Regions from separate parts of the Danio rerio genome. Here region 1 is linked to region 2. A link is a contact called in public HiChIP or PLAC-seq data. All regions are on one chromosome and are shown on one strand. The core of a region is the stretch at or near the end of the contact, and the rest is flanking DNA. Distances in the headings are between cores, read along the strand shown. Region 1 holds the start of ttc22 (tetratricopeptide repeat domain 22). Region 2 holds the start of wwc3 (WWC family member 3).

What was found. HiChIP or PLAC-seq counts read pairs in DNA pulled down with a chosen protein or histone mark.
Region 1: a contact with region 2 is called in an H3K4me3 HiChIP or PLAC-seq map of gastrula embryo, with 4 times the contacts expected there. The contact joins the promoter of ttc22 here to the promoter of wwc3 in region 2. A contact is called at or near these places in 2 of 4 datasets of contacts at active chromatin or transcription factors (embryo and gastrula embryo).

Annotation. Positions count from the first base shown.
Region 1 is chr6:33,180,948-33,185,754 of GRCz12tu, reverse strand. ttc22 (tetratricopeptide repeat domain 22) reads right to left here and starts at 3,515. Exons shown (of 7, transcript XR_012408009.1): 1 at 2,933-3,515; 2 at 2,375-2,430; 3 at 2,104-2,219.
Region 2 is chr6:33,003,296-33,008,103 of GRCz12tu, reverse strand. wwc3 (WWC family member 3) reads right to left here and starts at 3,029. Exons shown (of 23, transcript NM_001110470.1): 1 at 2,661-3,029. The coding sequence starts at 2,806. It also overlaps a transcript of cldn33b not described here.

The sequences.
Region 1 (4,807 bases), core at 2,266-4,765, 180 kb before region 2:
GAGTATTTTTTACTAATGAAGCATGAGCACACATTGCTTTGGATCTTATAAACACAACCAAGCCTTAAAGGTGCAGTAGGTGATCTGCCAAAATGCTAACCGGTTAGCATAATATCTTTGAAACACAGTCTCAACCCTACACAACCCACTATTTTATGTTCAGTTTTTTTCAATTCAGCTTTATTTGTATAGCGCTTTTACAATGTAGATTGTGTCAAAGCAGCTTCACATAAATGTTCATAGTAACTGGATCAGGGTAGTTTAGTTTTAAGTGTTTAAGTTCAGTTCAGTTTAGCTCAGTTCAGTGTGGTTTAAAATCATTACTGAGAGTCCAAACACTGAAGAGCAAATTCATCGATGCGTAGCTCTACCGATCCTGAACCATGCAAGCCAGTGGCAACAGCAGAGAGGAAATAAAAAATATAATTTGCAAGTTAGAAATGGGTTGGCCGGCGACGTGCAGCAGTTACACTTATTACTAAGCCATACCTACGTACTATTTCAGACTGAATATTCAGAGTATTGTTAAACAATAAAGGGAGCACATCAGATGTTGTCATTGTTCAAAAATGAACCAATGTGAATACAAAAGCAACTTCACCTCGGTAAAGCAGGCTAGGCAGAATATCGCTATTTACTAATGTTTTAATGTTAAATTAAATAAATATCGACATTATCGATGCTGTAAAAGGTACCTTATGAAACTGAAAACAGTCACATCAATATTTCACCGTATATTTTGATTCTGCATTTGATTTTACTGATGTGATCTTGTGTGCACGAACGCGTGGCATGCATTAACGCGTGCACATCATAATGGCGGATCTGCGTGAACAGAGATGTGCAGATGCACAAATCTACATTTGCTGACAGACAGTTTAGGCTACTTATTGGAGTTATAGGAGATGTCGGCCTGACAATATTTAATTAGAGAACATTTTTTCATTTTATTCCTTACCCAGAATGTAAAAATACATAAAAACACATTTAGATCATTTACTTTAATCATTACCATTGGAATTTGAAGAGACGTTCAACCAGCACAACCTATCACCTACACAATCACCTACTGCACCTTAAAAAAACTCTGGACCCCCTCTTTAATTATGTATGAGATGAATCACCTTTCTGATGATTACCATGTAGGTTTTGCACACCATATTGAATGGTCCAACCAAAGTACTCAAAACAGGCCTCTCAGGAGACTTTTCATGATTTGTTGCACTACATGTTGATAAATGACATAGAAGCGTATTACAAGAAACAGCTTTTTTCAATGTACACTCTTCAATTCTTCAAAGCTCTCACTCTGGTAAATTGACAAGGAATTTATAATGAACACAGCTCTCGTCTTAATGATTTCTTGACATTTGAAATCTTTTAGAAGGCGATAAGAGGTCATAAAAGAGCCAAGCATGACAAGTGGCAATATAAAACCGGAAAGGCTGGTCTGTGAAACTTTTCACTCCACCGTTTATGTAGAGGTGTATAAAGGACAGGGCCAGATCCCTCAGGCCTCTAACTGTCAGGGCCCTCAAGGTGAGAGAAAATTAAATGTAACATTTATAGACAGACTAAAAGCACTTGAAGGTGTGGCAGTGAATCCCGTCAATGTAAAATCGACCAAAAAATATGTACTTGTAGTGTTCAACATCTTAATATTGTCTGGGCTTATTTATTATTATTAGTTTGTGACCACATTGTACAATTGTTTTTCCCTCCATTTAGTTAAATTGTGGTCATGATTTAATACTTAAAAATAAAAAAAATAAATACATTTATTACAACATGGCCACCATTGCCTAAACTGAGGGAATGAATTAATGATCTAGGAACGATTTACTAATCTAAATAATGGAACAAATTTCCACAACATCAATATTTTTCTGCATGTTATGTGCAAAGCTCTATTCCATTATATGTAGAATGAATTGAATATTTTCAAACCTTAAATATTGCATTTGGAACTTTACATTTAATAACATTACAACTCTCTACTACGGCTCTGACGATCATTATCAGTCCCTGATTATCGTCTCACCTACAGTATTAACATGGACACTCCTATTGTTTAGTAAATTATATCTAGTGTATGAAAATTACCTTTGAGATGCGTGTTCTCAGATTTTAGAGTCTCAGTGAGAAGCTTGAGACCCTTGTTGAAATAGTTCACTCTTGTGAAGTCAATGTCATTTGAATCCCGTACAATTCCATCTAACCTATAAAAACAAGTCAATAATAGTAAAGATCAGCTTAATAATGTTTCAGTTCAAGAAATGGAATGACAGAGATTCCTTAAATGCCTCATATGTTGTCATGTTTGATATCTTAAAAATGAAGGAACATGTAGGGGGAAAAATACTTATGTAAATACCTTATGTAAATTGTTGCCATTTTGAAATACCAATTTCTTTTTTCCTCCATCGGTATCTGTAAGAAATTAAAGAACAAGAAAGTTACTGACACTAGTTGGCAGTTTCCTTATTGGTTTCTTTAGTGTTTTCCCTGTGTTGTAAGCTACAACTCATTGTAGTAAGCAAATTTCACAGCAAATAAAAAATGTTGCAGAAATACTTGTGCTTTTAAATTCAGAGTTCAAATGTATTGTTTTATTCCTCTCAAACTTTACAAGAACATAAAAAATAGTACCCCTTGTGGCATTGTCAGGGTCAAAAAGTTTAATATATCAGATTATACAGTGTTTCTCAACCATGCTCCTGGAGGGCCACCAGCTCAGCACATTATCCATGTCTCCTTAACAAAACACTTTTTTTTTTAAGACAATCCAAAGTTGATTCTAAAATACTGCATTAACTGGCTCCACAAAAATGTAATGATATGTTCATTATTTAATAAATTCTATTGTTAACTACTCTCTAACAACATTACTATGTCTGCCTGTACAGTACATATGAAATTGTGATATTCTTACCAGCTCATCTCCATAATCGAGCGCACGGTTGTATAACATCAGCGCCGCTGTCAGCCTCTCGCGTAAATCTTCATCCCTCTCCAATTCCACATCATGAGGATGTGCGTACGCTTGTTCAGCCAAGCACCGGGCTGCCCTAAGCCTGCAGTCTTTTTGGTTTTCTCCCATCTCTCGCCCCATGAGGCCAGCCACACGCTCCACACACCCCCCCTCATCCACCTCACGGCCCAGGCGTTCATAAACATATCCCAGGTTGGCCCAGGCGTTGAGGTTTTCTGGATCCTCTTGGCAGATGCTACGAAATGTTTCTTCTGCTGTCTCCAGTTCGTCCATATGAAACGCCAGCACACCCAGTATATTACGCACAGCATATTGCAATCGTCCCGTCTCAGCTTCCAGCTCAGCCCTTAGGCTCTCCCGCTTCATCTGGGTGTCCCGGAGCCGAAGGGTAGCTGATCCATTGGGTTCGCCGTTCAGATTTAACTCCAGATGAAAGTGGCCGGGAATATAGGCCATTCCTTCAATTAGAGACTCAATGTCTTCTTCTATGCTGTCCTCCATTGTGTCCTGCACACGTACTGATAATGTCTGAGGAAGACAGAGGAACTTATAAGCTGGACAGGAAATACAGGTTTAAAGAGGAGGAGATATAAGACATGAGTGCATCTTGAACGTGCGCTTTTTTGCTTCCTGTAACAGGTTACTCAACCTCTACACTGTGGTTTTTACATTAACTATTTTAATTTGAAAGGAAAACATGGGCGTCTGCTTTGAGAACTGTGTAAAGAATGAGTCTTGCTTTCTGAATTTAAGTGACACACCTTGGGGTCATGTAGGGTTTGTCATTTACCATGATTTAGAAAACAGAGAGCCAAGAGGTGCTGGAGTTGTGACGTCAGAACCTGGAAGACTAGTTCATCACTGCTTCCTGCAACATTTTTCTATGGGCTTTTATAATGGGGTTTATCATTTTTAAGTTCTTTACAGATGATCCAGAAAGCTGCAGCTCGTCTGGTCTTCAATGAGCCCATGTAACTCACCTCTCTTTATCTTTCTGCATTGGTTACTGGTCAAGGCTTGTATCAATTTCAAATCCTTGATGCTTGCTTACATAGGTCTACATCCTCTCCAGAAGCCTCTGGTCAGAAAGTGAGCACCGCCTTGTGATACCATTGCATAGAGGCTATGGGCGAAACCCAATTCTATTTTTGTATCCCTACCCTTGAAACAGAGTCTGATGGGTGATGTCTTCAAATCTTACCCCTAAGAAATGGGACAGCACTACAACACCTGCACACGTCATCATATGTCAGCACGAGCTCTTTATATGAGATCGATGATGGTGACTGCTGTAGTTATTCCAGTTACAGTATTTTTTGGTATTTATCTTCAGGAAAACATTGAAGGCAACAGTATCATGTTATCATGACGATTTAATGCGGCAATAATTAACATTATACCAGACACTGTAAAAAGGTTATTCCCAGGTTTTTTTTATTATAGTTTTTGCAGACAAAAACAAGGAACCGACAGACAAACCCATCATAAAACAATAATCTGTGCAAAATGTAAAATAAAGCATGAAGTAAGGGAAAATGGTAACATATAAGACATGTATGACCTACAAAAACACACAGCAAAAAAACGTACAAATCTTCGGAAATTAAACACTATTGGTCTTCATGGAGTTTTAGAAAAAAAAGACTGGAAACCACATTTGATAAAATTTTTCCAGAAGTGGTATACCTAGTTTTTTCCAAATGTTAAGTGGAGGTGAGTCCAAGAAGCCAGTCAGGAAAAAAGGGGCCTAGCATTTTACTTCCAGAAACAAAGAATAACTTTTTTTTTTACTGAACGGGTAACTGTACATTTCGG
Region 2 (4,808 bases), core at 1,780-4,279:
AAGATAGCACATTGGCAATGAATGCAAAAGTGAAAGACCTGCAATTTGTGTGGGATGTTGACACATTTGTGACTTCGACAGCATTGTGATTTTAATATCAATGACAAAAATGATTCTCTAATCAAGAGGTTTTGATATCTGAACAAGAAATACAGCACAAGCCTTGTTATAAGCGTCAAAAATTACATAAACATTAGTGGTAAAAATGTAACTAATTTGATCTGTTCTCTGACTGATGACACAATCCACTGAGAGTCCCACAATGAAAGAACTGATCTGATGTGGTGATCCCTTTGCTCATTTTTTTGACCCAAGTGACCATACAAATTATGATGAAACCGTGTTAAATACCCTCAAGGCAGCCAGTCCATTCTATTTGATTTACTCAAGGCTTAGTGAACTCATGTTTAAATGAGTCGGACTGAAAGGCTGGTTTCTCTACTGGTGAAAAATACAGACCTCACAAAGCACATCCACACACTTCTTTCCCAGCGGCCCAACTAGCATTCCATACATATTTGCACATGGAACTCTTGGAACTACAGTTCAATTCTCTCTTTCATTTATACACTGTTTACATTATGCGGCCACTTTTTTTAAAAATAATAAAGGGGGAAAATATATGATTTTAATAACTCAATTAAAATAGGACATTTCTTTGATTTCATGGAACATTGAAAGCAGCTTCTGTTGATTAGAAATGCTCAAAAGTACCAGCAAGATACCACTGCACAATTATATAATGTGAGAAATAAATGCACAAAAATAAGATGAAAAAAGAAGGCTATGTAAGATTTTTGTTGTATGCTAATGATGCTATCTAGTCAAAAATGCTCAAGGGGGAAATTATGTGGGTCACATTGGATGAAAAGCTCATTTTTGTTATAGTCAACAACAGAAGAATTGTGCAATATTTATAACAGGAGATGTAAGTGTAATCAAATATCATGCATCTAGCTCAGGTCAATAGCACAAATAATTTGTCACTAACTTCTGATTAAACCAATGGAATTATTCTCAAATCATACAGCTATTTGGTTATTATTGGCAATTCTCTCATTTTAAATTGGCTTACACTTCTTAATTTGTGTTAGAGCCTTATTAAAGACTAAACAATTATACACTGTGACAACAAACATGATATCGTTATCATTGACACTTAAAAAGAATATAGATAATAATTTATGGTAAACTAGTGCATTTGAAGAACATTCAGATTGTTTTCTTTGTAATAAAAGAGAATTTAGAACGTTAAGATTGTTGTATAATTGGAAGTGTTTTGGTTGTTTTACAACATTTTTACAGTAACCCCTTTTGCAGTGTATTTTAATATTGTTACAATACAATATATCATTATAAAAGCTTGAGTAATTATTGCAATTATAACATATGCCTAATAAAGACTATAAACAATCGCAAAGAACAGTGCCTATTAAAAAATCTAGTAAGAATTAATCTACAAGGCAGTGTTAATACATACCCTTAATGTACTTTTTGTATAATAAACTCAATGACCTTTTTTTCAAAGCCTTAATATACTATTTTATACTGGACAATACCAAATTAAACATAAAGAACAGAGAAATAAACAAAATAAAACACGTGTGTGTAAATGTGTGTTAAATATGTGATGTGCCGCTTTGGTGTCTAAATCAAAATAAATGTACCAAAGCCAATTAATATTAGAAAGCAAATTAATTACAAGTACAGTCGTCTACTGTAATGTTTCAAATAACATTTGAGAAAATAATGCCAAAATAGTGGTGAAATAATATTCCATTGCCATGAAAATAAACAGCATGATTATTATCCTCTATTGTCTACTTTATTAGTATGTTGTCAACAAATAAGGAGACTAACGGATAGTGGTTAAAGGTAGTTAAAGGACAGTCAGAATGTTCCATTTTTGGCTTAACTAACCCTTTATAGATAGTTGCTATAAAGTGTCAAAATTACAATGTATAAATACTACATTAATTATATTGTGACCCTTAAATAGGGGTCTTGAAATTGTCACCAATTGTATTACATTCTAAACATGGCTGACACGATTGTTAGTAGGCTATATAAAAACGTGTAAAATAAATAATTTTTATGCTTACATAGTTAATTGTTTAAGAAAAATGTTATTTTATGTTAAGATTGAAATGCATAAATTTACACTGTAAAAATCTAGCTAACGTTAATTCAAACACCATACGACAGGCATGTCCTGTCAGCTATTACACCTGGGAGCTCTTTAAACCCATCAAAAAGCATCAACAATCGTCTCATCTTTGCTGATGCTGTTAATTGTGAATCCACCCAAACAATATAAAGAGAGTGTTCATACAAATGCTACAATAAAAGATCAATGAAATACCCATTTCACTCCAGGTTTTTTTTCACTCAGGTGAACAGTCATTGAAAAATGTAATACATCATTAGCCCACAACGTGACAGCAAATTGGCGAGCCAACCGTTAAGGAATTAAAAGAAACAAAGATCCAGCCATGTTCCACAGTTGTCAAGCGTGTGGAATGAAAACACTTCCATTCCTAACTGTGCAACTTCCCTCGCTTCTTAATCATCAGTTCAATCTGAGCCCCCGCCCTCCACAACCAAACAATCTTCAAAGTTGAGCCAATAACGCATGCAGCAGCTCTCCCGGCCGCTTTTACCTGTCTCTGGGGTCGATCCACGAAGTCTGTCGAGTGTTGTGGTCAATGTAAAAGACTCTGCCATCGTAATCCCTGGCTTCCTCCCAGCCCGGGGGCAGCGGCAGCTCCGAGCTCTCTCTCCGCTTACAGCTGCTCACCCACGGCATATCGCTGCTGGGGCGGTAGGGGGGTCTGACCCCCTGCCTTTACTCCAACAACAAATATATCGGAACTTTCTACAGCATTACAAACGTTGAACTCCCATCGGCTCTCGGAAAGGGAAAGCTTCACGACGAAGAAACGAACGCGGGTCAAATCGACACAGGTAGTCCTGCGTCCAGCTTTTCCAAAAAGTTTTGCGGCGCTCTCATGACTCTGTGTGTCGGTCCTCCATGTTTGACTCTATCTACCATCTTTCATTCCACACTGTCCATATTCGGGCAGGGAAATTTGCATGAGAGCCGCCCATAAACCCTGACGTATGTGAAAGTAAGCCAATGAGGGAACTCGTATGATTTTGGGATACTTGTTGATGGAAGTGGATGAAGTTTTTTTTTTTTAACGCGGATTCAGTAAGTTTTTAGAAGTGGTAATAAATGTAATTACACAAATAAATGTTTATGGTATTGTGCTCATGTTAAACTATTTTAATCTACCTCTATCTTTTTAAAATATTTATTGGGGCTGTATTTAAAGAAAAAAAAAGTCTAATCACAATTTCACTTTTTCATATATATGTATATATAGTGTATGGTGAATGTATAAATGTTTTGTATTAATCCGAAAATATTTCTTATAACTAAACGATTTATCCAGAAACTCAAAAATCACCTTTTGACTCAGCGTCCATTTTTTGTTCAATAGCGCCATCAAGAGATAGCTCCGATTTCTTCAGCTCTTTGCAACAGCAATAATCTACCTAGTAATGAAAGTATTGTGTTGTTTTGTATTTCTGGTTTTTGCTTGTCGAATGGGACCATCCATCATTTACCTTTCTCTGAGGTCTATATTCGATCACTGACACACTTTTAACTTTGCGAAACATATAAAAATTGTCACAGATTAAATGTTGATTTATTTATTAGAGATGCCTGTTTTTGGAAGGATTAAGCAGTGCGTTTTGTTTTCTTTTCACTCCTACTCGTCCAATTTTCTCATCATAATATTTGTGAATGAGTGTGTATGAGTGTTTCCCAGTGTTGGGTTGCAGCTGGAAGGGTATCTGCTGCCTAAAACATATGCTAGATAAGTTGGTGGTTCATTCCGCTGTGGTGACCCCTGATTATTAAGGGACTAAGCCAAAAATAAAATAAATGAATGAATCACTGGAAATGACATAACTTTAACAACCCTCACTAATTGCTGGGGTTTACAATGTACCTGTACCAGTGGCGTAGCGGACGGGCCCGCAGGGCACGCACCGCGGGGGGGGCCCGCGTGATTAGGGGGCCCCACGTCGTCGCGATTTTCAATAATTGAAAATTCGGGAACCGCAATAATCAAACTCTTGGGAACAACTGTGGTCGGAACCAAAGTTCACAGGTCTGTGTTCTCTGAACACCTCTCAAGCGGTCGGTGGACTACTTCATTCTGATTGCTTGCCGCCGAACCGCGTCATGGCCAATAAAGACGCGCCGCTGTTTCTCGCCGCCGGTTCTCGTTAAAAAAAATGAATGACTTCTGGCTACTTTGACGCTCTCGCGGCTTTCGATTTGTGATCGCTCCTCAGTTTGTGAAAAATTCCCCGCGTTGTCGATCCACCCCGCCTATTTTCCCCGCTCCTCAATTTGTGACATAGATATATACACTAGATATCGCATAGGGACCCTGAGCATGCGTCTATAGCGCCGCCACATTGGTACAGTGCTTCCAGGACAAATGTCATTCAACCGCACTAGTCAGGACAGTGTTATTACGTGAAGATGCGGGACTTTAGCGCTGTCTACGAGTGTAGTAACGAACAAACAAAGAAAACAAAGCACAAAGGCAGAACATTTCATAGGTCAGATTAAGTTTTTATCTATTTTTGTATGTTCTGAACTTTGTGCTAAACAGGTAACGTTATTGATGATAACAGTCACTTACTGCATTAATCATAAGGCAAAGCAGCTCCAACTCACACTAAATACTCGGCTTATGCTAGTTTTGTTGAATAAAATCAGCAAACAA